Regions from separate parts of the Mus musculus genome. Here region 2 is linked to region 1. The links are chromatin contacts, called in public HiChIP or PLAC-seq maps. All regions are on one chromosome and are shown on one strand. The core of a region is the stretch at or near the end of the contact, and the rest is flanking DNA. Distances in the headings are between cores, read along the strand shown. Region 1 overlaps Spidr (scaffolding protein involved in DNA repair). Region 2 overlaps Pkp2 (plakophilin 2).

Region 1 (3,756 bases), core at 1,163-3,662:
TACCACTTCCAATGGAAAATCCACTTACCTGCTCTTCTTCCTGCCTGTGAAAGAGAGGGGCTATTTTAGGGTTTTATTGCTATGAAGATATACCATGACCATGACAACTCTTATAAAGGAAAACATTTAATTGGAGGTGGCTTATAGTTCAGAGGTTAATCCATTATAGTCATGGCAAGAAGCATGGTAACATGCAGGAAGACATGATGCTGGAGAAGGAGCTGAGAGTTCTGCAGGAAGTGAACTGAGACACACTTTCTCCAACAAGGCTCCACCTCCTAATAGTGCCATTCCCTATGGGCCTATGAGAGGCATTATTATTGAAATGACCACATAGGCCTTCAGATGACTAGTTAAAGAATAAACCAGAATAAGGCAAAGGCTACTTACTTCTAACCACTAACTGTGTCTCTCCATCAGTATTATGGCCTCTCAGTGCCCTAGATGGGTATAAATCGGAAAAGAAGACCCCATGGTAGAAGATTAAACCAGAGGATGGAAGTTAGGGTATGAGTCCTGGGTGGAGGGATGACTCAACAAGTCAGTGTCTGCCCTGCAAGTTAATGGCTCAGGCATTAAGCATGATCCCCTCAATGGGTACAGAGGAAAAAACCTTGTGCAGCTCACTGAATAACACCAGCTATTCAAAATGCCAGTGCACCTCCCTAGATTTTAAGTTGATATTTCAAACATATTAAAAGGTAAGATTAACTCTTTGATATGGAATAATTCATATACTCTCTTCATTTTAATCTTGACCTTGTTCAATAGATGTATTTAGTATAAGATAAAATAGAAAAAAGTTAGAAGATAAGTCAACAAGAAATTGTTTTCCTTAAGAATTTAGAGTCAGGTATGGTGGCATACTTCTCAATCCTAGTTCTTGAGAACATCAACGGGTCAAGGCCAGCCTGGGCTACATAGCTAGTGCCGATCTCAAAGCAACAAAAAAACATAAAAAGAATTTAAAATATGAGCTATGGCATTGCGAAAGCTCAGACTTAATGATTCTGTAGGTAAGCTCAAGAAATGACTTTCCCATGTTATGACACATGTGTGTACTCCTGTACCCTGGCAGCTGAAGCAGGATGATCAAAATTTTGAGGTCAACCTGTGCTGCCTGTGCTCTGTGTCAAAAAAATCTAACTGTGCTGCAGAGATGACACAGAGGTTAAGAGTATTTGCTGGCCGGGTGTGGTAGTGCACGCGTTTAATCCCAGCACTCGGGAGGCAGAGGCAGGCAGATTTCTGAGTTCGAGGCCAGCCTGGTTTACAAAGTGAGTTCCAGGACAGCCAGGGCTATACAGAGAAACCCTGTCTCGGAAAAAACAAACAAACAAACAAACAAACAAAAAAACAAGAGTATTTGCTGCTTTTCCAAGGGACCCAGTTTCAATTTCCATTACCATGGCTTCTCACAATGGTCTATAACTCCAGTTCCATGGTAGCTGACGCCCTCATTTGGCCTATATGGGCACCATGTGCATACACATGATGATCAGACATAGATTCAGGCAAACTACCCATACACTTACTTGATTATTTTTTTAAATTAGAGAACCTGGGAGCTAGGGAGCTAGCTCAGCTGGTAAAGTGTACAAGCATTAGAACCTGAGATTATTCCCCAGCACCCACTCAAAACTAGCATGATGAGGTGCTCCTGTCTTATCAACACTGGGGGGAGATGGAGACAAAAAGAACCCCGAGGTTCCATAGTCAGCCAGTCTAGCCTGCTAGCAAAGCCCCATGCCCCAGCTATAGACTCCATCTTAAAATACAAGGCGAGTCCTGTAGAATGAGAATGGAGAGTAACTGCTTACCTATATACACGTGCATTTCATATGTGTTTGTGTGTACACAAACATACACATATAAGGAAGAATGAGCGTTGGGGTACATGTCTATAACCTCAACATTCAGAAGGCAGAGACTGAAAGAACAGTCGTTCAAGATCATCCTCTGCTGTACAGCCAGCCCAGGATACATGAGACTTTCTCCAAAGAAAGAAGAGAGGTGAGGGGAAGGGCGGGGGGACAAATTACTGAGGGTCTTCTCCCCTTGCTTTAGAAATTGTTCTGTCTCTTGTTTGTTGCAGAACAAGATCTTCCAGGAAAAAAAAAAAGGTACTCATATTAGCAGACTATGTTAAACTCTGCCCGACCACTGGTCCTTGGCACATTCCTTGCACATACTGTTCAGTAAACAACTTAAGGGAACCAGATCCAGCCAGATCATTCACTGAGAGCCTTTGGAAGGGCCTGTCTTAGTACAGCCTTGACGTGGAAGAAGTTGAGAAGTTAGCATTTGTGTTTTCATTAGTTCTTTTTAGAACAATGAACCAGCTGTAGCTGGTTAATAGAAGCCAGGCCTGCCTGTTAGTGTGCAGGTCTCTTACGCATGACAAAGGGCTTCTGACGGAAACAGGTTTTATTACTCATGAAGCCACTCATGCTGTTTACATAAAGCTACTTGTGCAGTCATGTGATGTGATTGAGAATGTCCGTGTTAATGCTCCCTGGATGCAGTCCCACTCCATACTGCAAAAACAAACAAAAGACTCCAAAATATAGATCACTTCCTATTAAACTAGTCATCCTTGGATGGTGCATTCAAGCCAGCCAAATCCTAGCTACCAAGGATTTTTTTTTTCTTTTCGATGTTTTAAATTAGATGGAGAAAGTCATTATTGTTTCAAACACAACTAGGTATAATATTTGGGGGATAGAGAATAATTTAACCAACTATTTCTAGTTAAGTTAAACAGAATCATTCATATTACTGGGTAAACTGCCTGAAGGCAAATGTTAACTTTTTATATGAATCATTAATTTAGGATAAATTAATACCTTTCATTAGAATGTATTTTTCTTTCTAACAAAGTGAAAAACCTCTTAAATAAGGTTTATTAGGGGTGTGTGTGTGTGTGTGTGTGAGAGAGAGAGAGAGAGAGAGAGAGAGAGACTTGCTTAGAGATTTTAGTCAATTTTCTTAAATAGCCTGCTCTGTGAATCAGTCTCATTATTCACAAAGAGAGCTTAGGCCTTTGAAAAATGCTTAATGAGTAATTTGTGAAAATAGAAGGACTGGCATTCTTTCTATGTGTAAAGAGAATCAGCCAGTTCAGCTGTTTAAGGACATTTTCACTTTTCTGACATTTTCTTCCCATTCATGAACAGTATAAATGATTTAGTAATTCATATGTTAGGGTAAAGTGAGTCCCCTGCAATTACTATCACCATCCCACAGAAGAAGTTCATAGTTAATGAGGTAAAGATGAACTGGCTAAACTACTCAAGATCTTGATTTTTTTTTTTCAAATATAACATGGGCAAACACATTGGCAGGCCATGCCAGTTTCTCTATTCCCAACAACCATCTAAAGCAGGCAGAGAATACATAAATAGATGATAGTGCTGTGGGCCAGTAGATGTTCACCTACAAAAATCGTGAAGTGAGCATTTGGTCCACAGCTTCTGATCTGCTTAGGTAGGGAGATGTCTTGATGTCTAGATTTTTCTTTGCGCTGCCAATAAGGACAGGGAATTTTCAACCTCTGTTGTAGGTTCAGCTCTAACCTCACACATTGTACATCAAAACAGTGATGGAAGGTGTAAGTATGGGCTTTGTTTTGTTTTTAACTACCTTCAAAAAATAAAATTGCAGTGGTACATTATATATTAATATGTAATAAGCATATGTTAGTAAATATAATATATTAATTAATTCATATATTAATTGTCTCAACTCAGTTTTGAA
Region 2 (3,910 bases), core at 1,171-3,670, 270 kb before region 1:
CTGGAATTGGACAATGGTAAGCTGTCAACTGAATGGGTACTGGAAACTGAACCTGGGTCCTCTGGAAGAGCAGCTTGTGCACCTAACCACTGAGCCATCTCTCCAGCACCTCACTTGGTAATTTTTTAAAAAACTTTCTCATTAGTCTGCTTTGGACAAGTGCTAAGTGTCTCCTCTACCCTCAAGACAGTTTCCAACTGCATCAGTCACTGACTGACTGATACATTCCAATGTTCTGGGAAACTAAACCCATGGCTTAGTACTTTGCATCACAGTCTAAGTTGACAGTTGTGTTTAGATATTCCATAGGAAAGACCCACACATATGAAGATATACTCAGAGGGCATAAAAAGGTAGAGTCTGGAAATGGGGTCTGGCCACAGGGAAGTGTGAAACAGCAGGATAAGGACAAAGGATGCAGTGTACAGGTGTGTGGCAGCAGCCAAGGCTCCGAGTTGTGCAGGACTCCACTGGGAAGGCCACTGCTATTGTTTGTTTCCTCTGTAAAGTGATGCCTATTTGCCTCTCTTTCCCAGAGGAAGCAAAACTTTCCCTTCAGAAATAAGAGTTAACTCCTAGTCTCTAGGATTTGTGAATCTCCAGAAGAGATTAGTCTTTGAAACATGATTAAATATTCTATTACAATTACACTGTCCATTAAAATAATATTCTGACACAAGTATGGCTAGTGATTGTAGAATTTAAGTAACAAAAGGATCCAGATAGCAAAAAGTCATTATTTCATCTTGGTCTTTCACTCCTACATTCCTCTTTCAGGATACATTTTTATAGCGTCTTTTGTGAACCTGCCTCCTTCCTATGGTACTGAGAATACAAGGATGAGTCAGACATTAGCAAAAAGCTAGAAGACTGGGGCAAAAGTTAAGTTAATGCATACACAGTATAAAACTGTAAGGCAGGTTTGGAGGCTCACCCCAGCTGGGCGTCAGCGAAGACACTCCTGTCCCCATGTGCATCCCCGCTGCCCACGGCAGCCTGGCCTGCGGTGGTCAGCATTCTTCCTGGCTCCCGCAGGCTACTGCGGACTGAGCTCCTGGGCCAGGAGGAGCGGGCGGTTCTGCTCTGCGTGCTTTGAAGCCGAGCCTGGCTCACGCGCACAGTGGTCTCTTCCAACAAGCTGCCCGCACTGTGGCTGGTGCCAGGAGGGTGGGTGGGCATTGTGGGCTTGAGTGGGCCATTGTCGAAGACAGCATCGCTGAATGACCCGCACCCAGGTGGCCTGCGGGCTGTGCCAGCCTGGCGTAGGCCCAGGATCTCTGAGCGAGCATAGCGTGGCAGGGTGAGGCGCCCACCAGGCACCACGTGGCTCCGCCAGGCATACTGGTATTCGCTGTGCCCATAGTGGGCTCTCTCCGGGCTGCTATCTGGGGAAATCTCAAGTCTCCTCAGAGGCTGCCTCCAGGATCTCTCCTCCACTGACTTCTGGGAACTGTACTGTGCTGCTGCTCTCCCCCAGCGACTTCCATAAGTGGCAGTCATTCCAGCCTGTATGAGAGAAATGAAATTTAAATGAAGCATATTGACCTGACCGACTTTGGGATTACAATCTAACATGTCCATTTCTTTGAATAAAATGGAAGTCAGTACCCTTGTGTTACCCTGAGTCATAGTTATTTGTATTAGAATTTAATATTGTTCAAACTTTTAAAGTCCCAGTTTTCCATATTGTTTACACAAATATTCTTAAAAACTGGGAAAGGAGACCACTTGAGACAGATTACTCCCTTCTCGAAAAGTCTGAAATTGTTTTCCTGATAATCTGGTCACGGATTATGTTCTCTGATGTCCCACCTTAAGCATGTCATAGTCCCTAGTGACAGGTGACTGCCGTCCAACAAAGTCATTCTCAACCACGTGTAGCTTGTAGACATACTCAGGGACACTGCTGGTTCGGTGAAGGTTCCCTGAAATTAAGAAAACATTAAAGTAATTTAGAATACAAACGTGCCAATCTACACTGATCAGATGCATGACAAACACTGAAGTTTATATCTAAGTGTTTGGAAATGCTGGTTGAAAGCTGTCATTTAGAAAAGACAAATGATCAGAGGTTATCAAAACATTTACTGGGTGTTTCCAAGTGCCAGTAGTGTATGCCAGTAATCTCTCTTTCTGAGTTGCAGGTAGCCTGAATGAAATCAAGCGAGTTACAAAAACCAACCAAACCAAAAAGAAAACAAAACCCCAAACCAAACAAAACAAGAAAACAATGGAAAGTACAAAACCAGCAATGGCGAGAAGCCTTTAGGAAAGCCCAATGCTGCCGCTGAGCTGACCAGTGCTGGGGCTCACTGGCTTGGTTCAGTCCCAGGAAGTTCTGATTCAGGTCAGAGGTAGGTTGTGTTCCCAGGGTAGGAGCTCTGGAATTTTTTGCTGTTCAGAAGTCCAAGGGAATGAAAACATTCAAACGCTACTAGATAAGGGAGCTTGTGTAAACCAGAGGGTGGGGCCAGTGTAGTCACAGACACCGAGCAATCTAAAGCAAGGCTACGGTGTTGGCATTGTGAGTTTGTAGCTAAGAAATTAACGGCTCTTCTATGATGACTGTGCCTGTGAAGTCAGGACCCAGCTGACTATTTCACAAACACTTCAGGGGAAAGCCAGGCCTTGCTCAGTGAAGCATGCTCTCATCCACTTGATTACTCATCTCTGAGGAATGTGGGCTGGAAGGCAGGGCTGGCCCTCTCCTGTCTCTTTAGCCTTCTCCCCGCATCTGATTTCTAATCTCTTAAATGGAAAAAAGACTTCTAAAGCCTAGATAATGTCTTTTTCTATTTTCTTATTTTTGTCCGGCAGTGTTTCTCTTACACATGTGAGGAAGAAAGACACTCAACAATCCTAAGAGCCTCAATAGAGCTGCTGAGAACAGCAGAACACAGTCCCCTCACTATGATGGAACTCTTTCTAACAAAGTGTCTAAATGTTTACATTTCAAGAGAGTAATAATTATTCACAAATTACTTGGAGGGAGAATGAAGACTGTTGTTACCAGAAAGCTAAACAGTTTGAATCCATTTGGATTATGCTTGCACATGTGTCCCTATTTCCTGATGCCAATCAAGCCTTTTTGTCTGGTTGTCTTAGAGAGGCACCCACACACAGGCTTGTACCTGTCGTATTGAAGGCACTGAAAGCATGGTTAGCCAGAAAGTCCTGATTCTAGAATTCATGAGGCCTGGAAAGGGAGAGGGGTTTCTGACTCGGGAATTCATTAAAGCCTCTTGCCACTGAGGAAGGAAGAAACCAGTACAACTAGCAGTTCAATGAAAGACTCTCTCTTCTCAGCTATCATCTTACAGTTCCCTGGAAATCTCAGCAGAAACTCCATTGGTGGGAGACAGACACCACGTCCATGTATTAAACGCCATGTGCAGCCCTGCTGGCTTCCGGCTTTACATTATCAGATCGTAATTCTGTCAAAAGAATCTCCAGAGCCACTTATATCATTTAGTTATGGGGGGGGGGGGTCCCTCTGCAACTTTGTGAGATTATGCCTTCAGAGAGCCACTAGGATGGCACAGGTGGCTAATGCTATAAAACCACCACGACTTTCCCTTGAAGGGCCTGTACCCACACTTAGGTGTATCTCACTTCCCATCTCTGCGCTCTAAGGTGTTACTTCCATGTGAGCACCTTGCTTTCTTTCTTAACCTTAATTCTCAGGCTAATATTAAACTATTTTTAAAATTAAAATCTTTAACTCTATTTCACATCCACTATGTCAAAATTTCTGTTTTGCATTCAAGCTACAAAATGCTAGTGTGCCTTGTATTGAGGTCCCTAAATGATTAAGGGAACTTCTCAGGCTGCTGTCTCAGTGCCCTTACTACTGAATGAGGGAAAGGAATTCCTTCAATTTAGGAGAGGTCTTAAGGGCATGGCTCCTCGG

Evidence for each region. HiChIP or PLAC-seq counts read pairs in DNA pulled down with a chosen protein or histone mark.
Region 2: a CTCF HiChIP or PLAC-seq map of the NIH/3T3 cell line shows a contact between it and region 1, with 7 read pairs. The contact joins two enhancer-like sites. A contact is called at or near these places in 1 of 39 promoter capture datasets (hippocampal neurons), 1 of 15 datasets of contacts at CTCF or cohesin (the NIH/3T3 cell line) and 2 of 115 datasets of contacts at active chromatin or transcription factors (embryonic stem cells and pancreatic cancer cells).

The regions. Positions count from the first base shown.
Region 1 is chr16:15,957,412-15,961,167 of GRCm38.p6, reverse strand. All of the region lies in intron 10 of Spidr (scaffolding protein involved in DNA repair), which reads left to right. Among named protein-coding and RNA genes, the nearest start is that of Cebpd, 72 kb to the right of the region's middle. Within about 2 kb of position 2,412, at least 100 of the 459 cell types and tissues checked have an H3K27ac peak or open chromatin away from gene starts, as enhancers often do. A contact at or near this core is called in the NIH/3T3 cell line, embryonic stem cells and pancreatic cancer cells, where this site is marked.
Region 2 is chr16:16,223,316-16,227,225 of GRCm38.p6, reverse strand. Pkp2 (plakophilin 2) reads right to left here. Exons shown (of 13, transcript NM_026163.2): 2 at 1,813-1,925; 3 at 935-1,506. Among named protein-coding and RNA genes, the nearest start is that of Pkp2, 12 kb to the right of the region's middle. Within about 2 kb of position 2,420, at least 176 of the 459 cell types and tissues checked have an H3K27ac peak or open chromatin away from gene starts, as enhancers often do. A contact at or near this core is called in the NIH/3T3 cell line, embryonic stem cells and pancreatic cancer cells, where this site is marked.